Regions from separate parts of the Mus musculus genome. Here region 1 is linked to region 2. The links are chromatin contacts, called in public HiChIP or PLAC-seq maps. All regions are on one chromosome and are shown on one strand. The core of a region is the stretch at or near the end of the contact, and the rest is flanking DNA. Distances in the headings are between cores, read along the strand shown.

The links. HiChIP or PLAC-seq counts read pairs in DNA pulled down with a chosen protein or histone mark.
Region 1: a contact with region 2 is called in an H3K27ac HiChIP or PLAC-seq map of heart atrium, with 9 read pairs. The contact joins two enhancer-like sites. A contact is called at or near these places in 4 of 39 promoter capture datasets (the C10 cell line, the HPC-7 cell line, liver and 1 more), 2 of 15 datasets of contacts at CTCF or cohesin (the NIH/3T3 cell line and large pre-B cells), 11 of 484 Hi-C or Micro-C datasets (the G1E-ER4 cell line, cortical glia, embryonic stem cells and 5 more), 8 of 115 datasets of contacts at active chromatin or transcription factors (bone marrow-derived dendritic cells, embryonic stem cells, heart atrium and 2 more) and 1 of 9 other capture datasets (embryonic stem cells).

The regions. Positions count from the first base shown.
Region 1 is chr4:57,877,915-57,882,745 of GRCm38.p6, forward strand. All of the region lies in intron 8 of Pakap (paralemmin A kinase anchor protein), which reads left to right. Among named protein-coding and RNA genes, the nearest start is that of Gm26138, 2.8 kb to the left of the region's middle. Within about 2 kb of position 2,302, at least 10 of the 459 cell types and tissues checked have an H3K27ac peak or open chromatin away from gene starts, as enhancers often do. A contact at or near this core is called in heart atrium, where this site is marked.
Region 2 is chr4:57,762,502-57,766,805 of GRCm38.p6, forward strand. The region is part of intron 7 of Pakap (paralemmin A kinase anchor protein); the gene reads left to right. Among named protein-coding and RNA genes, the nearest start is that of Gm35099, 9.1 kb to the left of the region's middle. Within about 2 kb of position 2,025, at least 40 of the 459 cell types and tissues checked have an H3K27ac peak or open chromatin away from gene starts, as enhancers often do. A contact at or near this core is called in heart atrium, where this site is marked.

The DNA of each region.
Region 1 (4,831 bases), core at 1,052-3,551, 120 kb after region 2:
ACAACCACCTGTAATGAGATCTGACACCCTCTTCTGGTGTGTGTGAAGACAGCAATAGTGCACTTATTTATAATAATAAATAAATCTTTCAAAAAAAAAAGTAATTTTGCTACAGTGAGCTCCCAGCTTCCCGGTCTTAAGTCCTGGTTCAACAGCTGGGTGAGTTTTAGAATGCTTCATCTGTCCCTTTCTTCCCCTCAAAGCAAATCTCCCAAGGAACATTTAAGATGTGTCGCTTTAAAACACGGACATTTTCTCACCTAACCCGGTTCCCCACTGTAGCTTCCTGATCACTTCTGAGTGTCACTTAACTACTAGTTGGTGCATATGCGAGTCCTCATGAAGACATGATCAAAACAACTCCTATAAAGAAAACATTTAAAACAGTTTCAGAAGTGTAATCCATTATCATAATGGCAGGAAGCATGCCTGCCTGCAGATAGATGCTAGAGCAGTAGCTAAGAGCTACATCCTGATTCACAGGCAGAGAGAGAGAGACAGAGAGAGACAGAGAGAGACAGAGAGAGACAGAGAGACAGAGAGAGACAAAGACAGAGAGACATAGACAGAGAGACAGTGAGAGAGAGAGAGAGAGAGAGAGAGAGTCAGAGAAACTGAGAGACTGAGAGAGACATTCTGGGCTTGGCATGGGCCTTTGAAACCTCAAAGCCCACCCCCAGTGATACACTTCCTCCAACAAGGACATACCTCTTAATCTTTCTAATTCCTTCAAATAGTACCACTCCTTGGTGAGTAAGGATCCAAATATGTGAGCTTATGTGAGCAATTCTTGTTCAAACTACCACACATACACATATTTATTGTGTGTGGGTGTATAGGTGGGTGTGAGTGTGCACATGCCTTGATGCACATGTAGAGGTCAGAGAGCAATTTGCAGGAGTCAGTTATCCCCTTACACTATATAGGTCCCAGACATTGAACTGAGGCCATTGGGTTTGGCAGCAAATACTTTTATGCTCTGAGCCACCTTGCTGGCCCTCACACACCTTTCTAAAAAACCTATTGTTTGACAAGTTTGTTTATGTAATGCTATTGATTTGTTTGTAGCACTGAAGATTATTTCATATAGCCAGGGTAATAGAGATCACCCTAGCCGTGTGGGGCTGCCTGCCCTCAATTACCCCCAAAATGTGAGGCTCAAATTTACTCCATTATTTTAGACAGGACTATGTTTATGAAATAAGTTGAAGATGTTTCCTTTTGTCTACTGGGAAATGCAGGCTGATTTTTGTCCTGTTGGTTTCTTTGTGACAGTTGCATAATGTTACACGGTACCTGTTCCATACTTTATATGTGTCAACCCCAGTCTTCAGCCTAAACCAACAGAAGCCCACCCTGAGCTCTGCCTGGCATGGTCTGCTCTTGCTTCCCAGGGATGCAGGCGTTCTGTGAGATGGCCCTCTCTCCAGTCCAGGGCGCGTCTGGATAGCAGGATGCTAATCACTGAATAGGGAGGCCATTTTCAGGTACTTGATCATTCACCCAGTGAAGAGACAAATTCAAGAAGAGCAAAGTTTGATGGGCCAACCTGGGATGAAAGCTAAGGATACGGGAGCCATGAGATGCACACAACACCCAGGATACTCCACAGTTTGCAGATTCTTCTAATACACGTCCCCTAGGTCATAGAACTTGTAGGGCCCTCGTGAGGACATAGATTGATGTGACTCACTATTCAGACATATGCATTTCATTCTTTTTGTTTTTGTTTTTGTTTTTTTGAGACAGGGTTTCTCTGTGTAGCCTTGGCTGTCCTGGAACTCACTTTGTAGACCAGGCTGGCCCCGAACTCAGAGATCCACCTGCCTCTGCCTCCCAAGTGCTGGGATTAAAGGTGTGCGCCACCACGCCCAGCCACATTTCATTCTTATAATGACCCCATGAACTGCTGTGTTGGGGAAATACCACACGTTTCCCATAATCCTATGAGAAGTCTTTGACTCTGAACTCAGGACCCTGAGGAAGGAGTCAGGTGTGGAACAGTTCCCATTCTTCAGCTTTCCAGTGACTTGTGTGATTCCTAAGATGGGGCATGGAGTTCTAAGACATGACTTGTACCATACTGTAGGGAGGATGCTTGGTGGTCTTAAGGCCCAGGATAGAGAGCTGACCAAGTTAGCAAGTTTGTAGAACAGAACCAGTTTCTCCTTTGTCTCTGAGGCCTGCGACCTTCCTTCCTTGGGGTTGAATATCCAAAGTCTCTTCTGCCACCAATCACCTCTTTGGAGGCTCCTCCTCCAGCCCAGCTAAGACAGCCTTGCTTTCTGCGACCTCTACTGGCCGTCGCTGGCATTACTTTCTGTTCTAGGTTTTCCATAGGTTTTCTTCTGTTAGGCAGGCATTGTCTTTTTCTAATGGCCTACTTGCTTCTCTATGGGAACTTTCTCATTCCATCATATTGGAATTGGCCAAAATTCCGAACTAACTCTGACTATTGTTCTCAGATGTGATGCTGGCTGGAATCAGCATTGGGCTTTCATGATCCGAGCCATAATTATCCACTCTGTCTAGCCATCATGCATGTAAGAATTAAATGTCATGAGGGTCGTGAAGGACTTGCCGTAAGAACAACCTTAGGATCATTCCAGAGCATTGAGTCCTGCAGTCTGAATCCCAGAGTTTGTTTGTGTATGTTTGTGTTTTTTCACTTGCGTTTGACTACAGAATCACTCTGTAATCCAGGCTGGTATGGAATTTATTGTGTAGCACAGGCTGCTTTGAACTCATGATGATGCTCCTGCCTCTGACTTCCAAGTGTTGGGAGGGGACCTCTTTCCTGGGATTCTCTGGTGGTGGGGGAGTGTTGATCCCAGTGTTTTCTAAAGTGGTTGTATGCATTCTATAATAAACATATTGGCTTATTAAGTACATACTGACTCTTACCTTGTCCCTTATTCTGCTGGGATCCAGGAGTCAGGACAGATAGAAACCCCACTGTGACAGGTTCCTCACTGAAATGAGTGAAAAGGATTTATAGACGATTGGAATGATCTGTGTCTTCCTGTGATTTTTTACAGTTTACAGATGACAGTCACTTCAGTATCCAGAGATGATAAACAGTATAGTAAGAAAACGGCTTTCACAGACCTTAAAATAAAGTCTTATTTGGCAAAGACATCAGTGTGAAAACCAGAAGCTAAGTGTAGACAGTTTACTCTGCTTCCTAGACATTTACTGTTGGAAGAAGGGTTGATGGGAGATGGTCTGGACATTTGAGAGGGTGGCCAGCAACAGTCACCAACCTGACAGTGTGTGAAACAACGTTTCTGGCTTTCCAGACTTGCACAGATCGTATGTAGAATGCCCAAGGGATTACACAGTCTCACCCCACGGTTGTATTATTTCTTCAGATTCCGGTCAAATAGCAGCTACAGTCATTGGATGCTTTCTGTTCTGGATATTAACCTTTACCAGTGTTAACTTAGTCTTTATAGCAACTATGTAATATTAAGAGTAAGGAACTGGCCCAGAGCTATTTGACTGATGGCTGGTAAGTAGTGGGTTCAAACTCCAGCATACTGGCTCTAGACTCGAGATCTAGAGCATGCATGCTTACCACTCTCATGTACTGTTTCTCAAAGTTTCATTTAAAAGACCATTGTGAGTCTGGGGTTGTGGCCCAGTTGGTAGAGGCTTGCCTGGCATACATGAGGCCCAGAGTTTGGTCCCCAGTACAACCTAAAGTTAGATATAGTGGCATATGCCTATATTTCCAGCATTCAAGGAGAGTATAAGCTCAAGATTATCTTTAGCTACATACTGAGTTCAAGGCCAGCATAGGCTACAGAAGACTATTTCAAACTTCCCACCTCCTCTTCAACTCTGCTCTCTCTGTGTAGATCTGGCTGTCCTGGAACTCACAGAAATCTGTCTACCTCTGTCGCTGACTCCCAAGTGCTAGGATTAAAGATGTATAAGAAAACTGTTCACTATTGCTCCATCTCAGAGATGCAATTGAGTCTCTGTAGCACTAAAATCCACCCACGCATGCCTTGATGATCTAGAAGTGAAGGCTGGGGATTTACCACCTGTGAGAAGTGGGTCTCTAGGAGCTAAGGGCTCTGTTGGTAGAGCGCTTGCTTGGATTCAGTCACCAGCAAGGCATAAAGCAGGCATCGTGGCTGAGCTTGTAACCCTAGCGCCTGGGAGGAAGAAGCAGAAGTGAGTTTTGAAGTCAGTCTGGGCTATGTGAGTTCAAGGCCATCCTTCACATCGTGAGATACTGTCTTAAGAAACATGAATCTCCAAGGTGCCAACTCCTCTTGACAGCCTACTGTTGTGATCTGTGAATGAACACGTGTCCCTGTATATTTGGAACCAGTGTCTATCTGCCTGGCATATGTTCGAAGGATGCTGAGTATGCCTAGAGGCCCCACACCATTGCTCAAATCTCCCCACCTGGCAACTCTTGAGGGGCGATCTCAAGAGCTCAATCTTACCTTTCCACCTCTATTGTCACTCATTCCAGAAAGTCTAGGACCTTAGCAAAAGGTCTTTGGGACTCTAGCAGGTAAGATAAATGAAAGAAGTTAGCTAATTAAGCCTGGTGTCTCCTGAGAAGCTGGAGTCTTATTCTCATTCAAAGACTTCTCTATACCAGGGCAGGTCAACTAGTAATTGATTACCCCTGATGCAGGGGGCAAAGGATGCTGGGAGTGCTGGGGACAAACTTTGGCTCAAGTGGCCTTTGTAGATTCTCAGCTTCCTTACCTGTGAGAAGTTGGTTTCTACAGTGCTACAACCTCTGACAGCTTTATGATACTATCTGAGAGAATTCGTCTCCACAATCTTGGAGCTAATGTCTGTCTGT
Region 2 (4,304 bases), core at 775-3,274:
CCAGTTGGATGAGTCCCCTCTGTCTGAAGCCCTCCTAGCCTTCTAAGTCCTCTTAGAACAGGCCAAACTCAAGGGCAGGGGCCCAGGCTTTAAAAGCCCAGTGGCTCTGCTTTCCTTGGCCTTGAATACACTAAAATGGAATGAGGCAAAGATTAGCAATTCCCCTGCTGACGGATGACACACAGATCCGTGAAATGTTCTTATTTAAAAACAAAAACAAACTAATTTGGCTTTTACCCGCAGTTTCCTAGCTCGCTCCTCTCTCCTTCCCCTGCTCCTCGCTTGGTTAATTCACGTCTATCATTCAGATGTTCTCTTCTCCAGCGGCATTCTCTGCCGGATATTCTTGTTACATCTCCTTCATAGCTAGACACATTACAAAGATTTTTTTTAAGGAGTAGGGAGTACAGATCTTGCCTGGCATATGTGGGTCCCACTTTCAGTTCCTTTGTGGTGGCACATGCCTAGAATCCCAACACTTCAGAGGCTGAGATTAGAAGCTTTGCTGAGAGTTAAAGAGTAAGCTTGACTAAATAGCAGTTTGAAGCAAATTATTTAAACTATTTAAGAGGCACCTGTCTCAAAAATACAAGCAAATAAAAAGAAAAAAGAAAAAGAAAGAAAAGAAAATCTCACTGGATGTGGTAGCACTCATTCCCAGGAGGGAGAGGCAGAGCTCTGTGAGTTCCAGGCCAAACTATTTAAGGACAGTGAGTAGTCTGGGCATAGCCAGGCTCACACTCTTGCAGCACACAGTCCCTTCTTTTCCATTTTTCATCTTTTAGAGGCTCTACAATTTCACAGCCTTTAAAAAAAAATTACTCTTCTCCCTCCCTTTGTCCCCGTCTCCTCTCTTCCTTCTTTCTTTTATTTTTCTCTTTTCTTAACCAGGCAGTGGTGGCACAAGCCTTTAATCCCAGCACTCAGTTGGCAGAGGCAGGTGGATTTCTGAGTTCGAGGCCAGCCTGGTCTACAGAGTGAGTTCCAGGACAGCCAGGGCTACACAGAAAAACCCTGTCACAAACAAACAAACAAACAACCATCTTATGTAGCCCAGGCTGACCTTAGCATTTCTATGTAGTTAAGAGCCCCTTTGAATTCCTTCCCTTCCTGGTTTCAGCCTCCATCTCTGCCACCACACTCAGTTCCCTTTGGCTTTTAGAAAATCCTTTTGGGGGCATATAGTTTTTATACCATATAGATCATCCACGTGTCTAATAACTTTTAGCAAATGCATCGTTACAAGCCCGAGGCAAGTACTCTACCGCTGAACTACACCTCCAACCCCACCGGGTTTAAAATATCCTCACCACTCCCGTGAGACCTTACCTGTCCTCTTCCCTGTCGCCTCTCCCACCAGAACTCCAGGCTGTGCAGTCTTACAGCACACATTCTTGTATGCCTGGCTTAGCATGACTTGAATGTTGAATAACATTTGGCTTATGAGTATGCCGGCCAGTGTGTTGATGTCTTACGGGGTTGTTTTTGGAAAACTGGGGCAGGAACCCAGGGCCTGATGCATGGTAGGCAAATGCTCTGCAGTGAGCTACATAGCCAGCCCAGTTTAGGTTTGATTTTATACTTTTACACTTTTATAAGTTGATTGCCTTGGAAGTCGTTCCTGCTTGCTGTCAGTAATGCTACCAAAGAGGTAGCTGAAGAGAGGACCAGGTCCTTAACTATCTCGGGAGATGCATCACAGAGTTGTAGTGGTGCAGTTGCTCTCCCTGAGGTTCAGTGTGTTTAGATGAGCAACACTTAGTTGCTCATTTAGTTGCTAATTGTACAGGCTAACTGAGGTAACATGTATTTAAAAAAAAAAAAGAGCAGAAAAAGAAGAATGCAAGAGAGTCAGAGAAGGAATCAAAAGTTTGCCTCTGCCAGCAACAACTAGAAAGAGGTTTTCCCTTTTCCTGCAGGATCACAGCATAGTTTATAGGCACTAAAGGGGCTCTCACTTTCTGAAGCCACATGGACAATAGATTAGTTCCAAATAAGCCAACTCTGGAAGGCCTGTGGGCAGAGTAACCAGGCTACCAGGAACTTCCATCTGGAGACAGTTAGGCCACACATACATGGATGCGCTGTGATGCTATGTACTCTGAAGCTGCTGGAACTCTTCCAAGGAAGAGGTTAGCTATTCTTGGAAACAAGTCAATCTTAAAAGCTGTGAGCAGCAGTTTGGCTGACTGTGGAAAACAGGAGGTAAATCTAGACAGTGGACAAGCTACAAGGTCTGGGGTCATTTTTATTGAAATGTAGCAGTTTTATGAGGTTATATTCTCATTTGGCCCATAAAGTAATGATACTTCTCTAGTAATTCTGGAGTAATTCAGGCACACACACACACACACACACACACACACACGCGCGCGTATGCAGAATCCAGAAGACATTGCTGCCATTGCTTCTCAGATGCTGTCTACCTACCTTAGGTTTTGAGACAAGGTTGTTTTCTGGCTCTGGGGCTCACCAAGTAGGCTAGGTTGGCTGCCCTGCGAGCCTTGGGACTTTCTGTTTTGGGATGACAAACAGCAGCCTGGCTTGTTAGCTTGGCTTCTGTGGATCAAACTCCAATCTTCAAGCTTGCAAGCACTCTGCTGACTAAACTATTTCCCTATCACCCAGCTGCTTAGAAGGAAACCATCCCCACTGACCTCCTCAACTCTGGGATGTAATTTGCTATTACAAGTCCATTCTTGGGTCAGGGCAGGGTGAGCAGTACTTTCCAGGCCTCCTGTTTGAGCCTGTTCTTTTAAAATGCTGCCCAGGGAAGAAGTCCAACCTGACTGGGAAGAAAACAAGTGGACAGTGCAGGTTTGGGAAGATTTGCTTCAAGACTGCTTCCAGTGCCTCCTTCCTGTTGGTAGCTTCTAGTACCTCCTTCCAGTTGGTAGTAGTTTACCCATCCATCTGGCCCTCAAAGCCATTGCTTCTCTCCTAGAAACCTGATCATGAACTGCTCTATTTTCTATCAGTAATTGCATGTTTCCAGTCTTGGGTGACAGACAGTACATGGCTTCTTCAATCCCAACATGGCGGGTTATCCTATGCCCTCTTGTTCTATGAATGTTAAGACTAAAAACTAGCCTGTCCTACACTTTTAAACCCAGCACTCAAAATGTAGAAACTGGCAGATGTCTGTGAATTTGGGGCCAACCTGGGCTGCATAATGAGAACCTATCTTAAAACAAACAAACAAAAAACTTTAAGTGTTTCTGAAGATGAGTGTAAACCTCAAGACTTCTTCTAAAAAAAAACAAAAACAAAAACAAAACACTTGTATTGTCATTAAATCTGTAACATTTCTCCCTTGCTTAAGCCACAAACAAGACTGGCACCCTGGAGGTACCTTGAGGCTGTGAGTAGTGTTTGAGAACGGCCCATTTCCAAGTTGAGGAAGATTCTGGGTGGACAGCCACATGCAAAGAGGACGCTTCTCTCTCCGTGTGAAACGTGTGGCTGGGAGAGAGACTGTCCCCTGAGAAAGGCAGATGTTCTCCATTACAAAGCAGGGGAAGCATTTGGACTCTTCCTGCAGTGAATAGGGGTCACAGGTTACAGCTTTCTTTGGCTTTGAGTATAAGAAGCCATTCTGGAGAGCCTTTTGTTGCTGGAGGTGGAGAGTTCTTTGCCCTTTGTTTTCAATGGTGACAACATTGAGGGGTATTGTTTTCTGCTGCCTCCCACCCTGGGACAAAAAGACACATTTGGGACCAAAAGTTTTGTCTACACTGCACATATGTAAAGGTTGCTCTAAATTTGTTCCCTGGCTAAAGGAAATTTTCACCCTGCTTTCCCTTTTTTAGGTCTCTGAGTCTATTTAGGGTAGTGGCTCTCAGAGAGAGGTTGACCCTGTTGGGGAGGAGGCAGCCCGGCTTATATGGGACAACTTTCACAATACTTTCTCTTGGAGAATAACTGCCTTAAATTTTCTTTAAATACAGTGGGCATAGCAGTGCACACCTTTAATCCTCACTTGGAAGACAGAGGCAAGAGGATCTCTGTGAGTGCAAGGGCAGCCTGGCCTACATAGCAAGTTTCAGGCCTGTTGGGAATGCATATTGAGACCCTGAATCAAACCAAACAAACAAACAAACAAAAAAACAAGTCAAAAACTAATTTTAGCTGGGTGTGATTGCTCCCATCTGTGATCCCAGCACTTGGAAGGCTGAGACAGGAGAAATGCCATGAGTTCAAATCTCTTATATGAAAGACTGTCTCAAAATACAGTTGTACACAATACACACATTTCCAGCTTGCTATGGTGGTGGATGTCTATAATCCCAGCATGTTATAATCAT